Regions from separate parts of the Ovis aries genome. Here all the other regions are linked to region 1. The links are chromatin contacts, called in public Hi-C maps. All regions are on one chromosome and are shown on one strand. The core of a region is the stretch at or near the end of the contact, and the rest is flanking DNA. Distances in the headings are between cores, read along the strand shown. Region 1 overlaps TFEC (transcription factor EC). Region 2 overlaps TFEC (transcription factor EC). Region 3 holds the start of CAV1 (caveolin 1). Region 4 overlaps TFEC (transcription factor EC).

What was found. A called contact is a pair of places that touch in the nucleus more often than the background predicts.
Region 2: a contact with region 1 is called in a Hi-C map of tail adipose tissue, with 8 times the contacts expected there. The contact joins two enhancer-like sites. A contact is called at or near these places in 2 of 16 Hi-C or Micro-C datasets (both in tail adipose tissue).
Region 3: a Hi-C map of tail adipose tissue shows a contact between it and region 1, with 2.5 times the contacts expected there. The contact joins the promoter of CAV1 here to the enhancer-like site in region 1. A contact is called at or near these places in 3 of 16 Hi-C or Micro-C datasets (hypothalamus, skin fibroblasts and tail adipose tissue).
Region 4: a Hi-C map of tail adipose tissue shows a contact between it and region 1, with 3 times the contacts expected there. The contact joins two enhancer-like sites. A contact is called at or near these places in 2 of 16 Hi-C or Micro-C datasets (skin fibroblasts and tail adipose tissue).

The regions. Positions count from the first base shown.
Region 1 is chr4:53,507,063-53,509,762 of ARS-UI_Ramb_v3.0, reverse strand. All of the region lies in intron 2 of TFEC (transcription factor EC), which reads right to left. Among named protein-coding and RNA genes, the nearest start is that of CAV2, 100 kb to the right of the region's middle. Within about 2 kb of position 1,307, at least 5 of the 54 cell types and tissues checked have an H3K27ac peak or open chromatin away from gene starts, as enhancers often do. A contact at or near this core is called in tail adipose tissue, where this site is marked.
Region 2 is chr4:53,648,313-53,651,012 of ARS-UI_Ramb_v3.0, reverse strand. All of the region lies in intron 2 of TFEC (transcription factor EC), which reads right to left. Among named protein-coding and RNA genes, the nearest start is that of TES, 67 kb to the left of the region's middle. Within about 2 kb of position 1,287, at least 8 of the 54 cell types and tissues checked have an H3K27ac peak or open chromatin away from gene starts, as enhancers often do. A contact at or near this core is called in tail adipose tissue, where this site is marked.
Region 3 is chr4:53,374,721-53,377,420 of ARS-UI_Ramb_v3.0, reverse strand. It overlaps CAV1 (caveolin 1), which reads left to right and starts at 1,373. Exons shown (of 3, transcript NM_001009477.1): 1 at 1,373-1,402. The coding sequence starts at 1,373. All of the region lies in intron 1 of TFEC (transcription factor EC), which reads right to left.
Region 4 is chr4:53,319,688-53,322,387 of ARS-UI_Ramb_v3.0, reverse strand. All of the region lies in intron 1 of TFEC (transcription factor EC), which reads right to left. Among named protein-coding and RNA genes, the nearest start is that of CAV1, 55 kb to the left of the region's middle. Within about 2 kb of position 1,312, at least 8 of the 54 cell types and tissues checked have an H3K27ac peak or open chromatin away from gene starts, as enhancers often do. A contact at or near this core is called in tail adipose tissue, where this site is marked.

The sequences.
Region 1 (2,700 bases), core at 58-2,557:
GTCTGAAATCTCGAGTATCAGATCAATGTACTAACATTTTTCAAAGCTCTTATGAATATATGAATTTAGGAATTGCACTCAGAATTACCTTCTCTGTTTTGATTATTCAAAAATGAAATTTGTTAACCCTAGAAACGGTACATGGACCGAAAGCCCTTTCCTTTATGACTAAAGAGATTTCCCCTTGAAATAAGATATAAACCCTGAAAGATGAAGTATTTACCAGAAAGAGAGACTGTGTTAACCTTAAGTAAGATTATTTTAAACTAGAAGAAGATAAGGTAATGTCAATGGACAATTTTAAGTCCTCTGTTTCACTTCCTTCACTCCCCATCCAATTAGTGGGAGGGATCAGGGCTTGATAGCAACATTACCTCAGTTATAAAAGATTAGAAATTATGATTCTTTCTGTATATCTGAATTTGACTGCAGGTATAGCTGACCCTATAACACCATCATTGAATAAATTGATCCATACAGGTATAGCATTATCCATGTAAGAGGTAATTTGGTTATAAATCAATGCCTGCTTTATGGAGGCTGTACTCATTGTCTTTTTATTTACGGTCATTTGTCAAGTTTCTGAATATTTTTGGTGTGTTCTCCCAATTCATGGTTTCAGCTTGTTGGGAGAAGAAATGAACACTGATGTCTTCTCCCAAGAACCCTGTTGGAACCCATGTATTAAGTCAGCCCACCTAAAGTATAACCTCCAAATTTGAGTTAATCCAAAATCTGATTATCTTGATACAGTATGACTCTACATATAATTGTATACACAGGGATGGTTTCCTCAGAGCTATGTAGTATAGTTGCAACATAAAGGAAAAGCTTAATAAATATTATTAAAAGAAATTCTTGAAGAAATTATAAAACGACACATATGAATACATGGTATTATATTATATACGGTAATATATGTTTGCTTTAAAACAGACTGATCTGTGCTCTAATTAATGCTCTGCTACTTAATAGCTTTATGGCTAGGATTATTTAAAATAATACTAATAGTATAAAACTCTTCTATAGCCTTTACTGAGTTCTAGGCACTCCGCCAATTACTTTGTATACGTTAGCACGTTAATTCTCACAACAACCCTAACAGTATATAAGACCACTTACCCCATTTACAGTTAGGAAAACCAAGACACAGGGGGTTAAGCATAATTGTCCAATGTTACACAGCTTACATGTGGCAGAGCCAAGTTTAACATCAGACAATCTGGCTGCTTGTGACCACTTTACCTTATAGCTTCTCTTAAGGCATGTTGCTTAACTTTTCCTGAGCCTCTGTTTCTCTACTATAAAAATAGGGTGATAAGACTTGTCTTCATATGGGTTTTATAAAGAATACTTGAACAGCAGAAGCAAAATGTGTAAAGTATTGACACAAATAGGGATTCAATACATGAGATTTCCCTTCCTCCTTCTTTTCGATGGTTCCTCCACCCAATAACAGCTCAGTGAAACACTGGTCAACAATTTCTAGAGGCTCATTTTCTCTAGACTAAAAGGCCCCAAGTCCTTTGAAAATTCTTCATATGAGGAGTCAAAGGGCAGTTTCTTAAAGTGCATATATTGCATAAATGTGTTAGAGGGTATGAATTTGAGATACTAGGTTCTCCACTCCATGGTATCACCCTGACCCACTCCCACCCCAACCCCCAACACACACTTTCTGTGACCAGTGCCTCAAGAAATGAGCAGCACACAGGGCCTGAGGCATGACTAATACAGCTACATGAAGAATCAAAGGCAAGTTCTTGGCTTTAGCTCTAAATAATTTCTTGCAACTCATAGCAGGGGTCACTGTTGTGAAAGCCAAGGATTCTAATTCAGAAGATCTGAGTATTTTGAAATCAAAGGACTAATCTCTAGAGAAGACAAGGTCTAACATAAATTTGATATCATTTAACAAATAGTCTGAAAAGAAAAAATATAATGAGCTACACAACCTGACCCCAAAAAACAGCATAAAGGGATTGGAAAGAGTTCTGTGGAGGATGGAAGACAGCTTAAAAGTCTCTGAGATCCTGACATGTGTCCTGATACACTACGCTGAGGACAACAGGTTGGGGATAGGGGCTGATTTTGGATAATCCAGTCAGACATGTTTGGGGCACTCTGAGGAAAGAGGAAAAGTCCAAAGAGATAAGAACTCCTTAGAGATGCATCTGTCCCAGTATGTGGGGTAGCCACCAGGTAGAAATGACCACAGGGTAGGTCTGGGCAGTGAGGACCTGAGACAAAAAAAAAAAAAAAAAAAGGTGCTATCCTTACCCACCTCACACTGGCCCTCATCCTGAGCTTCCTAGGAGAAGCTGGAAAAGACTGAGAGTGAACTATTAATACCAGATGGGTCTGGTAAAACTACAAGAATCTTGTTCCTTAGAAGGAAAGCAATGACAAATCTAGACAGCATATTAAAAAACAGAGACATCACTTTGCTCACAAAGTTCCATATAGTCAAAGCTATGGTTTTTCCAGTAGTCATGTACAGATGTGAGAGTTGGACCATAAAGAAGGCTGAGTACTGAAAACTGTTGCTTTTAAACTGTGGTGCTGGACAAGACTTTTAAGAGTCCCTTGGACAGCAAGGAGATAAAATCAGTCAGTCCTAAAGGAAATCAATTCTGAATATTCATTGGAAGGACTGATGCTGAAGCTGAAGCTCCAATTTGGCAAAGACCCTGCTGCTGG
Region 2 (2,700 bases), core at 38-2,537, 140 kb before region 1:
AAATACTTTGCCCTTTAAGCACTTAACAAGAGAGTAAGATGGTTACTAGATTTATAAGATTTTCTTTTCCTCTAGCACTTAGGATATGGTCACCCCACTTTATATAGTCATCACTTTATTTTCTGCACTGACTTCAATTCTAAATAATGGCTTACTTGATACAGGTGCCAGCATTAAATCCTCCCCTTGCAATGGGGAAAAGATAAGAAAGTAATATTTCTATCTGAATGTGTACATTTTTTCCTTCAAAAATAGATATGAAGAATAACCTTTTGGCCTACTTAACTGCCTATGGGGTCAATAAATGGAAATTTCTATCATCCAAATCCCATTTAAGTTATATTTTTCAAATATATAGCTTATCCCCTTTTTGTACTCAGTATAGCAGGCATTTGACTAACATGTCTGTGTATTGATAATTAGCAGTTGAGAGACCCTTAGCCTGAGAGGGACTAGATAGGAGGGACAGGATACTGGAATATGAACCACACAATAAAGGTACCACAGACAGTAAGAAAATAAATGCCTTTCCCCTCTTATTCACCTGTTCAGCAGTGAGTACTTGAGAACAGCAATGTTAGATGCAGAAAGAGAAGGGAGATATTTCTTTCCTGAGACCCAGGAAGTTCGAAAGAAGATTTTGACACATCAGTTGGTGGAGTATATTGAAGTAATACATTTAGCATCCTTATTGGAAGAATCAGACATATTAGAATGACTAATCATGAACTCATCCACAGAATTTGCATATCCTATTCATCTTTTAAGGGCTTCCCAGGTGGCTCAGTGGTAAAGAATCCTCCTACCAATGCGGGAGATGCAAGTTTGATCCCTGGGTTGAGAAGATTCCCTGGAGTAGGAAATGGCAACCCACTCCCATAATCTTGCCTGGAGAATCCCATGGACAGAGGAGCCTGGCGGGCTGCAGTCCAGATTGTTTCCAAGGGTTGGACACGACTGAGCACACATGTATTCATCTCTAAACAGAAGGATTTTGCTCTTAACTTTTGAATACAGTTGTAATTTTAAGAAATCAGTGCATTTTTGTTATCCAGTCCCTTTAAGAAATACAAGTTGCTCAAGAAACTAGTCATCATACTTTACAGTATGGTGTCCTTTTTATTTAATTTTTTTCTTTTTTAAATGAGGGGCTGAAGGTTGTTTTTCCTTTAATCAACTCTAGCTGAAGCTTCTGTGACTCTGAAGTCTTCAAGCACAGATTTCCAAATCTGACTTTGAAGTATTTCAGCCCAGTTTCACCGAAGTCAAGAGATTCATTACTGACTCATTCTTAAGGAATTTTCAACACGCAGTGTTTAAGCTCATCCAACGTCACCATGGTTACCAAAGAGACACCACAGCCCAAGATGAGCATTAAGCCTTTGTCTTAAGATGCCCTGGCACATCTGAACTTGTCTTCTGGCTGTTCACTTAATTCCTCAGAAAACTTATGACTCTATCAGTGCCTCCATAAAATAGCACTTTACCACACATTCTCGTTAGATACGTCCTGCCCCGCCCTGACTTCTCCCAATTTGAGTGCTCAGTGAGAACTCTTAACGTTGAACTAGATATTCATATACATGAAAGGACTCACTGGGGTACATGCGTGTGTTTTGAGCAAACAACCTAAAACACATTCTTGCTTGATTAATGAGAGTTTTTTTCATGTATTTACTAGATGTTTAAATAGCTTTAACTAAGTATTTTGCCTCTTCATGGGCTGACAACATGTCATTGTAGCTTCTATTTAATCTGATAATGTATTTTGAAACCCTCAAGACATCATTAACCTTTCATATTGTTTTGAATGGCATTTTATGCTGACATTTTTAAAGGAGACTATTGATTTTTCTTCAGTGATACTTTTCCCCAGGATATCTTGACCTTCAAACAATAACACAAACAACTTGTACCCAAGTATCTTTACTAGAGCCCGCCATTGAATGCAGAAACATTTGAATTGACATTCTCAAGTAGTGACTAACTTTGAAAGCATCATGGCATAGTTCAAAGGAGGGCTGGAGTTAGGAGTCTAGAGACCTGGCTAAGTCCCACTGATCCTCTCTCTCACAGTTACACTGAATAGAACAGAGGAAAGATTGTTGGATTTGAGGAGTCTAGGAAATAACAGGCCTGAGTGTGGGTTGGACATCTACAAATATATTGAAGTCACCAAGAACAGTAACTTCAAAATTGGTAAAGGAGTACGTCAAGGCTGTATATTGTCACTCTCTTTTTTTTAACTTATATGCAGAGTACATCATGTGAAATGCCAGGCTGGATGAATTACAAGCTGGAATCAAGATCACTGGGAGAGAGAACAAACTCAGACATGGAAATGATATCACCCTAATAGCAGAAAATGAAGAGGAACTAAACAGCCTCTCGATTAGGGCGAAAGAGGAAAGTGAAAAGCTGGCTTAAAACAACATTCAAAAAACATTTGAATGGCATCTGGTCCCATCATTTCATGGCAAATAGATGGGGGAAAAGTAGAAACAGTGGCAGATTTTATTTTCTTGGGCTCTAAAATCACTGTGGATGGTAGCTGCAGCTATGAGATTAAAAGACACTTACTCCTTGGAAGAAAAGCAATGATAAACCTAGAGAGCATAGTAAAAAGCAGAGCCATCACTTTGCTGACAAAGGTCCACATACTTAAAGGTATGGGCTTCCCCTGGTGGCTCAGTGGTAAAA
Region 3 (2,700 bases), core at 124-2,623, 130 kb after region 1:
TCTAGACTGCCATGTATCCTGTGCCATTTCTGGTATAGTCCTAACTTTTTCAAGTCATAATCTGACTTTTGACAGCATGTGGAACATAATGTAAAATTTCCTTTTCATTTTTGGAGAGTGAATTTCCTAACAATAATAAGTGAACTTGTCTTAAAGTAAAATGACTGATTATTGCTCAATTCATCTTGTGCTGATTTATAATAAGGTAGAGAAGCTCCCGATTTAGGAAGTTTCTTAGATAAGATATTTTAACTCCTAAAAACTTTTTTAAATTTTTAATCAATTACTAAAAAAAAGAAAAAAAAACAAGCCTCCTTTAACTCACAGTCAAGTACTTTAAAAAATGTCTGGAAAACTTGAAACTCCAATTAAATATTTGTACAACTGTAAATATTTTATGTATTTTGTAAACATGGCATAACCTGTTGGCACAGATTTCCTTTGTTCCAGAAAATAAAATTGTAGAAAAGTTAAACATTTTTATTTCTTATTTCAAAGCATTTGGGAGACGTTTCAGAAGTAGTTGCTGCTGCTGCTGCTGCTGCTAAGTCGCTTCAGTCGTGTCCGACTCTGTGCGACCCCATAGACTGCAGCCCACCAGGCTTCCCCGTCCCTGGGATTCTCCAGGCAAGAACACAGTGGCGATTGGTAAACGTTAAATTCTGCAGGCCTGTTTTTCCAAGTTTCCATTCGCACAGACTAAATGTAAACCAGTGTCACCAACAGCACACCACACACGCACCCACACGGATTCCTTCCTTGTGTTTAGGTATGAAATACACCTAAAGATTCTGGGTCACTTTTCATCCCTTCCTGATAGTTGTATCTTAGGCAGCGATGGAACTTGGGCGACGGGAAGAAACGGCTTAAAACAAGGCAGAATTCTTTCTGAAGCTCGGTTGCCCATACTGGGCATCTCCGTACACGGTCTTCGTCTCCCTCCTCCCGTCCCCACCCCTGCTGGGATGATGCACTGCGAAAACATTAGCTCTCCCCAGTACGCCTCTCAGTGGCTTATAGCTGAGAAAATGTTGCCCCAGGTTTAAAATATCTGCCCAAGGAGCCCAGCGCGAGTGAAACGCTTTCTCGTTGCTCCTGACTCCCTGCGGGCTCTCCCCGCCCTCTGCTGCCCTAACCTTGGGGATGTGCCTAGACCCGGCTCAGCGCACATCCCGGCCAACCGCGAGCAGAACAAACCCTTGGCGGAGAGCCAGGAGGCTCCCTCCCAGCCACCTCCCCCCCTCCCCATCCCGCCGCTCAGCGCCTTTTTTTTTTTTTTCCTCCCATACAATACAAGATCTTCCTTCCTCAGTTCCCTTAAATCACAGCCCAGGGAAATCTACCCAGAGCCTTCAACCAGCCAAGAGCCAGAATGTCGGGGGGCAAATACGTAGACTCAGAGGTACGCCTGGGTGGGTGCGCTCCGGAACGCGGCGCGCAAGGAGAGCTGCTTCTGCTATCTCCCACTCTAAATATTCTGACTGCTTTGCTTGCCCCAGCCCTCTCTCGACGTTGGAGCACTCCTGGACTCTGGCATTGCTGAGGAATGGGCTTGGGCGGGAGGTGAAGAGGAGGCAGGAATGCTTCATGTTTTCCTATTAGGAAGGGGACCAAGGGAGCCTAGGGGCCTAGGTCTCGGAAAGAGGGGGTCGTCGGGGTCCTGAAATTGGGTTGGTCGGACTGAGGGCACGTTTCTGAATGGCTTAGGGGTTCTGCCTTATTGAGAGACCCCCATGGTCCGGCCCCTGTCTGCTGGAAAAGTGGAGAGCTAGAGTGCAGGGTGGGAACTCATTCACTTGCAGTCTTGGGGACAGTCCCCACGACTCCCCACCAGGCGCCTCAACCAGCTGGCCGGGGAGGCGGCGCGCGTCATGTTTGCACTTTCCAAAGCTCTTGGGCCGCCTCTAAAACTCTTCCTGCATCTCGGCGCCTGGCAGGGGTGCTTGAATAAAGCACCCTCCTCCTAACTACCATCCCCCCACCCCCCACCTTCCTACCACCTCCCGGAGCTCAGGCTCTGCCTGGGTGTGGAAACCTAGTTTTCCCAAACGCAGCCGCCGCGGTTCAGCAACCGGCCAGGGGTCTGGGAGTGACCTAAGGGTGGGTCTGAGGAGTTGTGCAGGTGGAATATCTTTCTAGACAGTATAGGGGTCTGACACTTGGCTCGATCCAAAGGTAGGGGATGCTGGCTTGTGTGCATCGGGGGGTGGGGGGTGTACGGGGAACTGTTCAGGGACAGAAACGGCAGAGGGAGGGTGGAGGACGCGGGCAGGTGCAAAGGATACTTGGCCAGAAAGGAACGAAAATGGGAACACTGCGTGGATCCGGGGTGGGGGTTCATCGTGGATCTTAAGGATGAAGTTAGGAATTGTGGAGAGAAGGGAAATAGGGACCAGGGACTGGAGCAGGTGAAGAGCTGGGGAGAGGGTGGCCTGGCGGAGAGAGGGGCTGGATAAAAGTCGGAAGTCGGATCCCCTCCCCTCTGGGAGTCTCCGCGGGATTCAGCCTGTTGGGAGTGAGTCGGGCTGGGACCCGGCGGACCGCGCTGCGGGGTTTGCCCTGACCCCTGGCGGTGGCGGGCGAGGGAGGCAGGAGCTCCCAGCCTGGTACCGAGGGGTGTGGTGTCCTCTCCCCGATCCTCTTAAAAAGCTTGCGGCGCCAAGGAGTTTACTGTGCGCGGAGCCACCGCTTCGAAATCGG
Region 4 (2,700 bases), core at 63-2,562, 190 kb after region 1:
CTAGTTTGTGCAGGAGACTCTTAACTTTCCTCCTGGACCCACAGCGAGACCAGATTTCCCAACCTTTCTTGCAATGGCCATGAGACTCAGATCTGGCATTGAAATGTGGGAAGAAATTATGTGCTCTGTTTCCTGGTCTGAGCTATAAATACTCCTCCATTTTTTAGCTGGATGTCTGTATACTAAGGGCATCTATGAAAACCACATGTTGAAATAAGCGTATCTCTCAGCTTGGGTCCTCCAAAGACTGCAGAGGAAAGCACCATCCCCTACCCCATCCCACTCTCCAGCACTAGTGGGCATTTACATGAGCAAAATCTGAGTTACCAAAATTTCGGGGTTTATCTGTTACAGCAGCTGCACTTGGATTAAACACAGCCACCCACGACAGAGGCTAGGCTCACAGCCAGACTGGTTACTCAGCTGTTGGCTGCCTGCTCCCCTCTCCCTCACAGCTGTGGGGGTCCCAGTATTCTTTCCTGCCCAAGGAGGTAGTTTTAGACATACAGGGTGAGTAAGATGGCTAGGAGACACTGTCTTGGAGATGTTTCTCAAGGCAAAATCTTTCATTTTTGCATGTCTTGTGACAAGAACTTTCCATGGCCATGCAGTGAGTCAGAAGCAAAGCAAAGATTCATGTTCTCATCTGCTAGGGCATCTCCCCACCTCCAGGATGGGCTCTAGGCTCTGTGCTGTGAGATGTGGGGAATCAATCACAATAAGGGTCGGGAAATCAGGATTCTACCTTCTGTCGTAGACCACTGAGAAGACTTTAAGCCCAGCAGCTTCAAATAGTTTAAAATCAGCTGGAAAATCCCTTTTTGGTCTAAATATAGGACCGCTCAATCCTTCTCCCAAGTGACTTTATCCCATTAGTATCTGTACGTAATTAGAAATGCATATTCTCATTGTTTAATCTCTAACCTACATAGTCTGATTCACTTATACAAAGCAGAAAATTGAAAGTTCTACCCTATAGTGTCATCACACTTAGCAGCTAAGTGCTGCCACCAAGATGTACAAGCAAGTTAGTTTAAGAATTGGGGAGGAAACATGTTCTAACAGGATTCTTGAGGCTCTGGACTCTGGGTCTGGTCACCAGGACCAGCTTGTTTCCTCCAGAAAAGAATTCATGAAGTTCCCGCTGTTTTGTGGGTCCTCAGAGAATTTAGGAACGTTTCTTCAGCCCTACTCTGAGAAGAAAGATTTCTCCAGAGCAGTGTAAAAAGCACAAGGCAAAGAATGAGGGAGGAGGCTCATGACATGTAGCAGGCCTCTGTTTGCAGAGAAACAGCTAAGCTGGGAGTGCCTTGCTCAGCCTATATTTAGTTTGTCCAGTGACATCTTTGCACCTCAACACCATCTCTCATGCTAGCAAAGGCCAGAGACCAATCATTTTTCTCATTGTAACAAGGCTGTGACTCACTAGTTCTAAAAAATATATGAGAACAATAAGACCCAAGGGGACAAGAAAATTCAAAAAAATAATAATTAAAAAAACAGTTGAGCATTCCCTGTAGGCTGAATTTAAAAAAAAAAAGATAGTCCTAGAAGTTTTCCAAGAGGCCTCTAGCAAGCTCTTTTATCGTTAGAGGACAAATTCAAACTGCACCACACACTAGTTTATAATTTCCAATGATGTCTGAAAAACATAAGCCTATTTTTATAATGAGTGTTTGCAAAACAAAAAAAACTGTTAGCACCAACCACAGAACAGCACTGTGTCTCACTGCCAATAGTCTTTGAGAGGCTGACTCCAAATGGGAGAGGAGCCACATTCAAGCCAAGTGGTGGCCTGTTTTGGTTTTGTCTTGACCCCCCTAAAAGGTTAAAGACAAACTGAATATTTTTCAGCCAAATCTCTTCTAAATCTATGCATAACTTACTGCAGAGGTTGGCAAACTTTTTCTGGACCAGAGAGTAAATATTTTGAGGCTTTGTAGGACATACGGTCTTTGTCACAACTAGTCAACTTTGCCATTCCACACACTGGCTGTGTTCCAATAAAACTCTATTTTATTGGGAAAAAATAGGCAGCAGGCTGAAGTGAGCCTGTGGCTATAGTTTGCTAATCTCTGACTTAGTGGTCAGAGCCACCATTGATGAGGCCAGACTCACAAATACTACCTAGGGCTTCACCCTGGGTCCTATGGCCAGGTATGTTCCCCCATCCCCACCCCAGTAAGCTGTTTCAAAAACTCTGTCCTGGTCAAGAAAGCCAAGCAAGAGAAAGTGAATCTATCCTTGTTTTTCTATCAGCACCACAATATTATCACTCAAACTCTAACTTTGTAGGAAACAGAAAGTTACTGGAAATCTGAAATGACTATATATTCTTTTAAGTCTGAACCTGAAAAGAGAATGAAATCTCTGGCAACTCCTGCATCCATCAACAGGAATTGGACTCTAAACAAACTAACTTCTATGAGGTTGAGCCTTTGTAAGACCCGACTTTCGAGATAACAAATAGACCAAGTTCCAGGGCCATAATATAAGATTTGGTTTCCAGGAAGGACTGACATCAGAGCTGTGCAAGGAATATTTGTGGCATGAGGCACATGGTTGAGTGGTCCACCCAAGTCTGGTCATTTCTGATTTCATAGTACCTGATTGAGGTTCTTTAGCAAAATAACAAAAAGAATTACCAACCTGATAACAAAATGCAGGCTTATAAATAATTCATTTAAGCAAGTATAACTA